Linked DNA regions of Callithrix jacchus: region 1 is linked to region 2. Evidence: chromatin contacts called from public Hi-C data. All regions are on one chromosome and are shown on one strand. Each heading gives the region's core, a stretch centred on a gene start, on an enhancer-like site or on the middle of the called end of the contact. The rest is flanking DNA. Distances are from core to core; before and after follow the strand shown.

The links. Hi-C and Micro-C count contacts between places; a contact is called where the count stands out from the background.
Region 1: a Hi-C map of skeletal muscle shows a contact between it and region 2, with 5 times the contacts expected there. The contact joins the enhancer-like site here to the promoter of FAAP20 in region 2. A contact is called at or near these places in 2 of 3 Hi-C or Micro-C datasets (induced pluripotent stem cells and skeletal muscle).

The regions. Positions count from the first base shown.
Region 1 is chr7:40,363,809-40,369,006 of calJac240_pri, reverse strand. It overlaps MORN1 (MORN repeat containing 1), which reads left to right. Exons shown (of 14, transcript XM_035307449.2): 13 at 1-50; 14 at 2,618-2,951. The coding sequence ends at 2,817. Among named protein-coding and RNA genes, the nearest start is that of RER1, 65 kb to the left of the region's middle. Within about 2 kb of position 1,811, at least 6 of the 16 cell types and tissues checked have an H3K27ac peak or open chromatin away from gene starts, as enhancers often do. A contact at or near this core is called in skeletal muscle, where this site is marked.
Region 2 is chr7:40,246,270-40,252,105 of calJac240_pri, reverse strand. It overlaps FAAP20 (FA core complex associated protein 20), which reads left to right and starts at 2,523. Exons shown (of 4, transcript XM_078330083.1): 1 at 2,523-2,602; 2 at 3,138-3,273; 3 at 3,360-3,631. The coding sequence starts at 2,541.

The DNA of each region.
Region 1 (5,198 bases), core at 562-3,061, 120 kb before region 2:
GCCTGAGGGGAGAGCCACGGAGGAGCGGGCTGCAACGGCAGCATACCCAGGTAGGTGGACAGGACCCACATCCATCATCGGCCGCACCACTCTCTGGAGAGGCGAGAGGCTGCAGTCCAGGGCTGGGGAGTTTAAGACCATCCTGGCCAATACAGTGAGACCCCATCCCCACAACAGTTGAGGGCACTCGGCCGCAGCAGCAGGTGGAAGTGGGTGGGGATGTGGGAGCAGCTGGCCCTCCCAGGGGCCTGAATGATAAGGGGCTGGTGGCTTGGTGATGGGGGATGGTCCGGGAAGACGTGAAGTTGGGCTGACACAGCCCTTGATGTGGGGAATGTCCTAGAAGGGAGGGAAACCTGGAGCAGGGCGCACAGGGGTGCAGAGGCCTTGGAGGCTGAGGGGAGCTGAGGAGAGCTGAGGGGAGCTGCCGAGGCCCAGTGTGGCTGAGCCATGAGGGGCTGCTCCCCAGCAAGGTGGGCGGCAGGGCCTGGGGAGCCTGGTGGGCCTGGGCTGGGCATGAGGCTCCTCCCAGCGTGGGAGCTGCTGTGGGGACAGCAAGCAGGGTGGCAGTGAGAGCCTGGAGGAGGCTCAGGTGCAGACCCCCAGGCCATGGGGCCTCCTCCAGTAGCTGCAATCCTGGGGCTCAGCTCCACGGCCTGAGATGCATCCCCACCCCCCACAGCCTGAGGGGTGGAGTGCCAGGGCGCCTGAGCTACACCAAGGCGTGGTCCCCAGCAGGGCATGGGTGCTGTGGCTGGCAGGGTGCCTGGTGGACAGCAGAGCCTCTCTGAACCCTGGGCCAGCGAGAGTGACCCTTCCTCTGGGGTTCTGGCAGGAGAGCCAAAGACTGGGAGGCCTGGGCCCACTGCTTGCTGGGGTCTGGATGCCTCTACGGAGTTGCCCCTGGTGCAGCCGGAGAGCAAGTGGAGCCACCCTAGTCGTGGGGACGGCCTGGTGTAGCTGGGGCTGCAGCCAGCAAGGCCGTGGGTCCCAGGTGGCATCCCCCATGGTCCCACAGAAGCCCTCACACCATCCACTGGGCCAGCCCCATCCTGGCCATCCCAGGAGGAGCAGGTGGGTGAGGGTGGGGGGTGGGAACATCTCACACCAACAAGAATCAGCTGGGTCCCGGCATCTCTGTGCAGCCCGCAGCCCTGGAGAACACCACCTGTACACCCAGGTTTCCAAGCTCCGCAGAGACAGCTCTGGGGGTGAGGAGCAAAGGGAGATGGATGTGGGGACACTCGAGTGTAGCTGTGGCCGAGGCCCTGGGGAGAGCTGGCCCAGGGCTAGATCCCATGGCCGTCAAGGCCCGGCCTGCCACACTGTGGCTGCCAGCCAGGGCCCGTCCCGCCTGCCCTTCCCATCCGCCAGGCTGCCAGCCTCAGGAGGGGGGTCAGATGGGGCTTGTGGCACGGCCCCTCAGCCGCTGCCTGTAGAGCTCTCCCGGCCCCGGCCAGCACCTTGGCTGCGGCTGGCCTAGCTGTATTCCTGGGAACACCTAGAAACCGGCTGCTTGCAAACACTGTGGCGTTGCCACGCACGGCTGTCCCTCCGCCCGCCGGGGAGGCTGGGCCCGGTACCCACTGCGCTGTGGCTGCAGAACGTGTGCCCCCCAGCGAGGCCCCCCCAGACCTTGGATTTTTCTAAAGGAACTGACTCAGGGCCAAGCACGCGCCCCCAGGCCCCAAGGCTCACGCTAGTCCAGCCCGGGAAGGCACAGGCAGCGGAGCCTGTGGCCTGGCCAGAGGAGGCCGCCACTCCACTGTGCTCAGGGAGGGAGCGCTGTTTTCCAGGCCGGCGGCGTCTGGAATGTGTCTCTGCCTTGCGGTGTGAGCCGATTCCTGCCTCGTTTCAGCGCGGCGGCATTCCTGGTGTGAGCCCAGGCCAGCCCGGCGCCTTTTCCACGCTCCAGTGCCAGCCCCACAGGCTCAGGGGAGGGGAGAGGACGGTTTCCATGGCAACCTCACTTTTTGTTATTTCTTATTTTCTTTTTTATGGTTTCTTCAACTTTGAAGCTCTCCAGACAGTTTACAGACGGTGAAAGGAAAAGTACTTTTCCTTCTCTCCAGAGTCCCCCCAGCAGGGCCGCCCCCCAGCCCCAGCTAGAGAGCCTACCGCGGGTGTGGGGGAGGGGCTGGGCCAGGGGCTTCAAAATCAAACCAGACAGGTCTTGCCTTCGGACGCTTCATTATTTTTACAAACAGTTTATGGAGGAAATGAATTATTTTTCTCCTAAGAAGGTAGGAAAGTATTTGCAAAAGAATGCCCCAGGAGCCCCCGAAGCAGGTCAGCAGCAGGGGCTCCTGAGCGGCCGCCTGGCAAGGGTCGCTTCCGTCCTCACCAGCCTCTGAACAGGAGGCCGTAGCTGGGCTGTGGCCTGAGGTCGGAGGTGGTTTGCTTCACCCAAAATCAGTTGATTCACCTACGCTGACTGTGTGTCTAGCACCCCAGGACTGGTCCAGTGTCTGGTTACAGTGCCAAGAATCCCGGAACCCAGGCAGAGATGACCAGGGTTGGGGGCACGGGGGCCGGTGGGGACATGAGACAGGGCTGAGGCCAGGGGAGGGGCAGGACAGGAGCCTGACTGAGGACCAGCCCAGCCCATTCCCCACAGGAGAGTACGTGGTCATGATCCGTGATGTGACCACCCCGCCGTTCCTGGGACGCACGCTACCCACTGCCTTCAAACACCTGCGGCTCGTAGCGAACAGCTCTGGCCAGCGGCCCCACATCCTGGAAGAAGGAGGCGCTGAAGCCTCAGGTGGCTGGCAGGCCATCTACAGCTGCACCCCAGAGCTGCCAGTGCCTCAATGAGGCCCCGTGTCCACAGGTGGCCACCTCGGTGTGAACGGAAGGAAACGCTGCCTCTGCTTGCAGGCCCTGCTCCCTGATTCCCTGGACAGCCCAGAGCCCTGCAACTGCCAGCTTGAATAAAACGCTCAGCGGTGGGTCTGGAGGGCACTGCTCCTTGGGCCCCATGCAGGCAGCTCAACCCTCCCCACATGCCCGCACACTCACGGACAGACTGGAGCCCACTGCAGCCCCTGCGGAGCCCTGGGGTGCCCAGGGTGCAGGCAGGACACATAGGGTGACTCGTCTCAGTGCCTCAGGCCAGGCCTGTGGCCGTCCCCCAGGCACCCTTCAAGGCCAGCATGTCTTTCCCACCCACCCTGTTCCCAGGCCCAGCCGTGGTCGGTGCTGGAATTCCCTGCTGGACTAGGGCTGGGAAGGAGGGTCCCTGTCACCTGCCACAGAACTCTGCAGTGGAGCCCAGCCAGCCAGCCCTGACCTCCGCCTGGTACTACCCACTCCAGGCAATCCTGCCCATGGGACGGGCTCCCACAGCGAGAGGCGGGAAGCATGTAATCCGCTCTCCGGACCCAGTGTCCTGCCTGCCTGACCCCCCACCCCACACTGACCAGGGAGGACAGTCAGGGGCATTCTACAGCTGCTTCCAAAGGGCCCCTCAGCCACTGAGAGGGGCCGGGAGGTCATGGGGAGGGGCGCTGAGGTGGCCCACAGGCACCGGCCGCTCAATCAGCACAGAAGGTGGCCACGGCAGAGTCCTGGCTCCACATTCCTGCCCTGGCCCCTGGCTTCGCCATGCCCACCTGGGGCCTGCGCAGCCTGATTGGTCTCACCCTCTGCCATCCCAGCACTGGGCAGGGAGCCAGCCTCCTCAGACCCTTGCTCTCCCGGCCTCTCCTGGCAGCTCCTCAGACCCATCCTATCCTTGCAGCCCACCCTCTCAGAGGGACCCCGCTTGAAGCCCTGGGGAGGAGGCCATCCAGGGCCCAGCCCCAGCCCTACACTAGGCCTGTGCCAAGGCCCCCGATGCTTCCCTCAGCATGAGGGCCATGCTGCTGTCCCCTACTCTTCCATGACTGGCACCCACCTCCCTGTGCTGGGCCAGACCCAGCCTCCAACTGTCCGGGCGCTTCGCTCTGGGAGCACACCCATCTCCTGGCCAGCTGCGGCCTGTGTCTCTCTCCAGACCCGCACAGGCAGCTGCTTCTGCCCAGCAACGGGCAGCCATGGACAAAGGAGCTGCGTTGACAGCACAGGAACCCGGGGTACACAGGGGTGAAGACCCGCCTGGGAGCTGGGGTGCTCCACGGTGGGGGCCTGGGGATCTCTCAGGAAGAGCCTGGCTGGGGCCAGGTTGGGCAGAGGGTGGTGGATACGCTGAGGAAGGGGGCAGAGGGGTGGGCTGGGGGAGGCACTGGTCTGGGAGAAACCAGACCAGATCATGGGGTGCCGAGTCCCCATCCTTGGAGGTGACAAGCTGAAGGCCGCTGGGGCTGCAGCGATGGGACCCCCTCCTCTGCCAGCACAGTGTCCCCAAGGCCTCCTGGTTCTGAGCTCTGCCAGTCTGAGGCCGAGCACATGTGGGGGGCTCTGGCATCCCCAAAGGTTCCCCAGATACCCAGGCTTCCATTCCAGACAGCAAGGAGGCAGCTGTCCCCCTGCACCTTCTAAGAGCTCAGAGCCAGTGGTGAAGCTGCATCTCCAGCTGCAGCGTCCTTGAGGCTCCTGTTGCCCAGGACTGCTTGGCCACAGCTCCAGCCTCTGGTCCCTGGGGGCCCTGTGGGTGCCCTGCGCTTCTGACACTGTCCCTTGCCCTTGGGGTTGGCTGTGCCATCGGAGGGGAGGCTCCTGGACTTCCTGGACCTGGGTCACCTGCCTCCCAGGGGTCCAGGCAGATGTCGGCCAGGCTGGGCAGATGCCACCGCGTCACACTGACCCTGGCCCACTGCACCGGAGCAGCGCCCACCTGGGTCTGCCCCTTACATTTGGCAAACCGCTTTGTAGCTTTTTTTCACTTCAGGATGAAACCACATTTGTGTCACAGAAAAATAGAAAATGATGTTTCAATTTAGAAAGAAAAACACTGCTGGGAACAGCAGCAGCTGCTGTGTTTCCCAGCGAGTCAAGAGGTGCCCTTTGGGATTAATTCCCAGTCAGCAGCCTCGGTTCTTAAAGTCACAAAACCCACGACGGGAAATCCAGGGCTGTTTTCTCCACACAGGATTTGGCGGGGCTGGGGGCCTGCACCTCGGGGGGCTCTTTATGGCGGACAGGCGTGTCTTACGGCCATCAAGGCTGACTTTTTGGAAGCTCTCTGCACACACAGAAGCCTGGGGCTGCCAGCTTCCTTGGTGATCACAGCAAACGCCGGGACAGGCATCGGTGTC
Region 2 (5,836 bases), core at 1,274-3,773:
GCACAGGTGTCCCTCATCTGGGCCACTCAAGAACCCTCCCTGCTCCCGCTTCGCTCTGCCCTTCCTGGGCCCAATGGCTGCAGCACCTGTGTCAGGGAGCCTCGAGGGGCCAGAAGGATGCTGAAAACCCCAGCAAAGCTCTAGTGTGTGGCCTCCCGGGGTGGGGGCTGAGTCCTCCTGCCCCCAGTTTTGGAGCAGCAGCTGCACACAGGGGTCCCTCACATGCTCCTCCAGGACACGGCAGGGCCTGAGGTCCCCAGGTGCTGCCCAAGGGATGCAAGCATGGCAGGAGAAGGGTCCCAGAGGCTTGGAGCCCATCCGGAAGCTGACAGTCTCATGACAGGAGGGCACTGGATGGTGAGGCCATGTGGGGGACCACCCCTGGTCCAACAGCGGGTGGGGAGCCGGAGCGGGGAGCAGAGAAGTGAACGCAGAGGAAGGGACGAGAACACAATCCCCACGCCCAGCATGGCCCAGAGACCGGAGCAAACCCTTGTCATCAAGGGCTTTCCTCCTGTCTGTTTTTGTTTTTTGAGACAGAGTCTTGCTGTGTCACCCAGGCTGGAGGGCAGTGGTGCAATCTTGGCTCACCACAACCTCCGCTTCCTAGGCTCAGGTGATTTTTGTGCCTCAACCACCCAAGTAGCTGGGATTATAAGTGTGCACCACCACGCCCAGCTATATTTTTGTATTTTTAGTAGAGATGGGGGTTTCTCCATGTTGGCCATGCTGGTCTCGAACTCCTGGCCTCAAGTGATCCTCCCGCCTTGGCCTCCCAAAGTGCTGGGATTGCAGGCATGAGCAACCACACCTGGACTTTTTTTTTTTTTTTGATATAGGGTCTCATTTTGTCATCCAGGCTGGAGTGCAGTGGCACAATCTTGGCTCACTGCAGCCTCCACCTCCCTGGGCTCAGGTGATCCTCCCACCTCAGCCCCACAGGCCCATGCTACCATGCCCCGCTATTTTTTTATGTATAGAGACAAGGTCATGTTGCCCAGGCTGGTCTCAAACTCCTGGGCTCCAGAGATCTGTCTGCCTGGGCCTCCCAAAGTCCTGGGATTCCAGGCGTGAGCCACTGTACTGGCCTTTCTCCTGTCCTGGGATGCTGCTGCCAGTTTTCCTGGAATCTCCAAGACCCCTTGCAGACCGTGGTAACACTTCCAGGGGAGACCTAGAAGCTTGGAGCTGAAGCCCGGGCAGCCGAGACTGATGGGGAACCCTGGACACTGGAGTTTGGGAGCGCTTGGTCAGCTGGCACCTGCCATGTGGTGAACATGGAGCCGTGGAGATTCCACAGCTGGGTTTCTCTGCCTGAGAGCAGGCCCAGTCACCAGGCACCTCCCACAGGGCCCCCTGAGACCACACTGCCTGCAGCAGCCTCCCTAGACCCCCAGGCAGCACTCAGGACTGCATCACCACTTGCTTGCCCATGTTTCGGGGCCTGGGGGTTGGTGCCTCCGTCTTGTTCTGCTGGGAGCCTCCAGCATCTAGAACAGAAATGTATGCTGAAGAAAACCACTCATGGAGGGAGTGGGGACCCCCTGTCAGTCCAGGCCCTGCTCCTGACCCCTGCCCTGAACACCCACCCATGGCCTCCAGGCCAGGGCCACTTGGAGGACATGCGCCACTTGCGTGACCTGGGTTCAGGGCTTGGCCCCACAGCTGAGTTCTGGAGGGAGGGAACAGGGCCTGGTGGGGAGTGGGAACAGCTAGGGAGCCCTGCAGAAGGGGTGCCCAGCATGGCCCCAAAACTGCTGGGGCTGGGCAGGGCAGAAACTGCCACAGAGTCCCACAGCCCTGAGTGGTGTCTGGCAAGGGCCCCTGACCCTGATCCCTGTAGACTCCAGCCCTTCTGGGATGGGGGTGGCCACTCCAGGGCCCAGTGGGGCCCAGGCAAAGGCAAGCGGCCTGAGCACAGCCAGGTGTGGCACGAGGGTGCCTGAGCGTCTGCTGCCACCAAGTGGCCGACTTTGAGGTCGCAGAGCCCAGGGTCCAGGCAGGAAAGCCCCCCGGGGTCCTAGTCCTGGCTCGGCCTTGAGGCCCCAGTGAGCCACCTAGACTTTGTCACTTCGCCTCTTGTTTCTTGGCCAAGGAGCTTGAGCTCCCCGCCTTTTGTAAAGCGACGGTGGTGGCGACGGCGGATTTCAAGCTTTATTTACTCCTGGAGTGGTCCTGGAAGGGGAGGCGGCTCCGCAGAGCCGGAAACGGCGGGGAGCTGTGGGGTGCAGCCGGGAGGAGGCAGGGCCCGGGCGGGCCGGACGGCCGTCGGGGTAACGGATGGGGCTCTGGCCCAGGGCTGCCTGGACGGAAAGGCGGGGCACGGGCAGGGCTCCCTCACCGGGCCTCCGCCCCACCCCAGGCCCCCTTCTGCGGTGCTGGACGAAGGAACCCTGGCCTCGGTTTCCTGCAGCCTGGGATCAGGGCCCCCGGGGTTCCGACTGTCTCGGAGGGGACACCTCACCGCAGAGTCGGGGGCGAGGCCTGGAGGCCGGGCAGGGGCGGGGCCTGCGCTCACTTCCGTCCGGCGCGCAGCTCCGATGGAGGCGGCGCGGAGGCCGCGGCTGGGGCTGAGCCGTCGGAAGCCGCCCCCGGCGGGCGGGTGAGGCCGGGGCTGGGCGGGGGCGCGGCCGGTTTTCCCACTCCCGCGTGCTTCCCGGAGCCCCCGCGGGCCTCCCACTATCTTCTCCCGGTGGGGAAGGCTCCCGCCCCGGGTCCTCCGCCACTCCGCCCCGCCATTCAGCTCCCGCCTCCAGCCCCCACCCCACCCCGAGGTTCCCCCGCGCCGCCCCAGGCCCTGCCCCATCATCGCGTCCCCACCGAGGGCCCCCATCTCCCCCTCTACCTTCCCCCTCTATCTTCCCCAGGCCCTTCGCAGTCTCCCCCAGCATCGTCTCATCCTGCCGAGGACCCCCACATATCCACCCCTCCACCGCTCCCCCGACCCCATTACCTCTCATCTTTTCACTGTCTGCTCTAGCAGGCCCTCCCCCAACCCTGCCCGCTGTCTCCCCACCATGGAATCTCCCTCTAGTGCCCCCTATCTCCCCGCTCTCTGCTACAGGCCCTCCCCGGCCTCCCCCACCATAGCATTTCCCCTGCTGACTACCCCCATCTCCCTTTTCTGTCCGCCCCAGGCCTTCTGGCGACCGTCCCTGGTTTCTCCTGGGGGGTGACGAACGGGAGCGGCTCTGGGTCGAGCTGCTGCGCACCGTGAGTCCAGAGCTGAGCCTGGATGAGGAGCTGCCTCCACTGCCCGCCTTCCCTGGACAGGTGTGTCCACCAGGCCCATCGGAGTGGCGGAGGGGTTTCCAGGGTGGGGGCCACCGCTGGGGCAAGACCCAACCGCTCTGTTGCAGGAGCGCAGCTGCAGCCCGGGACCCACTGAAGTGTTCACTGTGGGACCCAAGACCTTCTCTTGGACGCCCTTTCCACCGAACCTGTGGGGCCCTGGCTGCTCCTACCGGCTGCTTCGCAGGGCAGGAGGGCACCTGGAATCTCCTGACAGGTCCCCTCCCCAGCACCCGACACCTGATCTGTGCAGGGCACCCAGTGTGGAGCCGAAGCCATCTGTGGAGGGTGCCACAGTCCTGCACAGCTGCCCTATGTGCCAGAAGGAGTTCGCCCCCGGGTGAGTGAGCCACCCCTGAGCCTGGCGGGTTACCCATTACCGTTTGGAAACCACAGCCCTTTGGAAGGCCAAGAGGTGGCTGAGCTCAGTGCTGGCTTTTAAAGCCCTTTCACACCTGGCAAGGTGGCCTGGTGCCGTGACCTGACATGTCCCATGGCTCTCTGTCACGGGTCTGGGGTCCACCTGCTGTCTGTGCTCTGGGGCCAGGGCAGGCTGGGGGCCCTCAGACGGTACGGGAGAAAGGCAGGAGCACTGGCCCCCAGTCCACCTGGGTGTCCTGGCAGCTGGTGGTGCCAGCATGCCCAGGCCCAGGCCAAGGGAACACCTTTCTGAGGGTGGGTCATGGGTTTTAAAAATGAAGATAGTTTTTTTTTGTCTGGAGTTGCTTTTTCTTATTTTTGAAGTCCAATGTGTATTTTTATATATATTTTTAAGTAAAGGGTAATGGAACCCAGTTTTGCTAAGGTAACCCAAACTGCCCAGTGCTGGCCTCGTGTCTGGTGACCTCTGGGCCCTTGGCCTCCCAAACAGGTACTGGGGCTAGGGCCGTGTGGATGATGCTGGTTCGTGACTTGGTTGGGTTAATGGGTGGTGGGTTTCAGACCTCACATGGCCGGAAGACTGGGTCCTTCAGTCGTGCCTGATGCCCAGGTCTTCTAGAACCAAAAACAGATCAGGAAGGCGAAGGGAGCAGAGTCCAAAGTCAGCAGCCGACGAAACAAAAGAAAGGCCGGGTGTGGTGGCTCACGCCTGTAATCCCAGCCCTTAGGGAGGCCGAGGCAGGCAGATCACAAGGTCAGGAGTTCGAGACCAGCCTGGCCAATACGGTGAAACCCCATCTCTACTAAAAATACAAAAAGTAGCTGGGTGTGGTGCTGTGTGCCTGTAATCCCAGCTACTCGGGAGGCTGTGGCAGGAGAATGGCTTGAACCTGAGAGGTGAAGGTTGCAGTGAGCTGAGATTGTGCCATTGCACTCCAGCCTGGGCCACAGAGCAAGACTCTGTCTCAAAAAAAAAAAAAAAAGTCCAGGGACAGAAGGTACCGTTGGGGGCCCTGGGGAGAAATCCATGTTCTTGGCTGAAGCCCCAAGGTTGCTGTTGGGGCGCTGCCCCCGATCCCTGGGTAGGGGTTTTTGTCTGGATCGCCTGCTTTTCCAGAGAGCCTAAAAAAACTCCCAGAGAAAGGAGATTCACGAGGAAAAAGCTGCTGTTTTGAGCATTTGAAGCAGTTGCTGGAAGGTTGGCAGACGGCCTCGACTGAAGCCAGGTCCAGGCCTTGGTGTGTCAGAAATGCTTCATTCAAGCACATTCTAACACTTGATTTTAAAGGAGAGCCAGTGCTTTGGAACCGGAACTCACCTCCTAGGCTGTGGCCACGGCACAGGCAGGCTAGCTGGGGGACAAGCCCTCCTGTGTCTTTGGGAACAAGGGTTTGCATGGCCACCCCGGGATGCCCTGGGGCTCATGACCGCAGGACCCCAGCAAGGAGGCCACCTGGCTGGAGCATCTGGCCTAACAGCTGGACTCGGCCTTGGCCCACCGCCCTGTCCTGTGCAGGCACCTCCTGCCTCAGCCTCCTGAGTAGCTGGGATCACAGGCACACGCCACCACGCCTGGCTGATTTTTGTATTTTTAGTAGAGACGGGGTTTCACCATGTTGGTCAGGCTGGTTTTGAACTCCTGACCTCAGATGACCTGCCCACCTCGGCCTCCCAAAGTGCTGGGATTAGAGGCCTGAGCCACTGCGCCCCGCCTGTCATTAGGATTTTAACAGCCCTGAGGCCCCTCACATTGGCAGGTGCCTGCCCACTCTGCAGCCCTACCCCCCTGCCCACATGCAGAAGCCACTGCAGGCTTCTGGGCCAGGCCCCCGCTGTCCTATAGCCTGGATGTACTGCGAGGCCTGGATGTGTCTGCTCAGCAGCCAAAGCCCCATGGACGGAGCAGGTCAGGCCGAGGTCTGAAGGCATCTCAGAGGGCCCAACCAAGGGACACTGCCTGGAAACACTGGGACAAGATGACCTCGGTTCAGACCTTAGCACCTTCCGGTGGCCATGGGAGAGCATGTGGAGGTGGGGCTGGTTCCAGGATGGGCAGAAGCAGGAAAGTCTCAGACTGAGTGACCCTCGGGGGTTTCAGAAGGCACTGGGTGGGCTCTGCCAGAGAGAAGGCAGCTGCTGGCTGCTGGTGGTCCCAGGAGTGGGG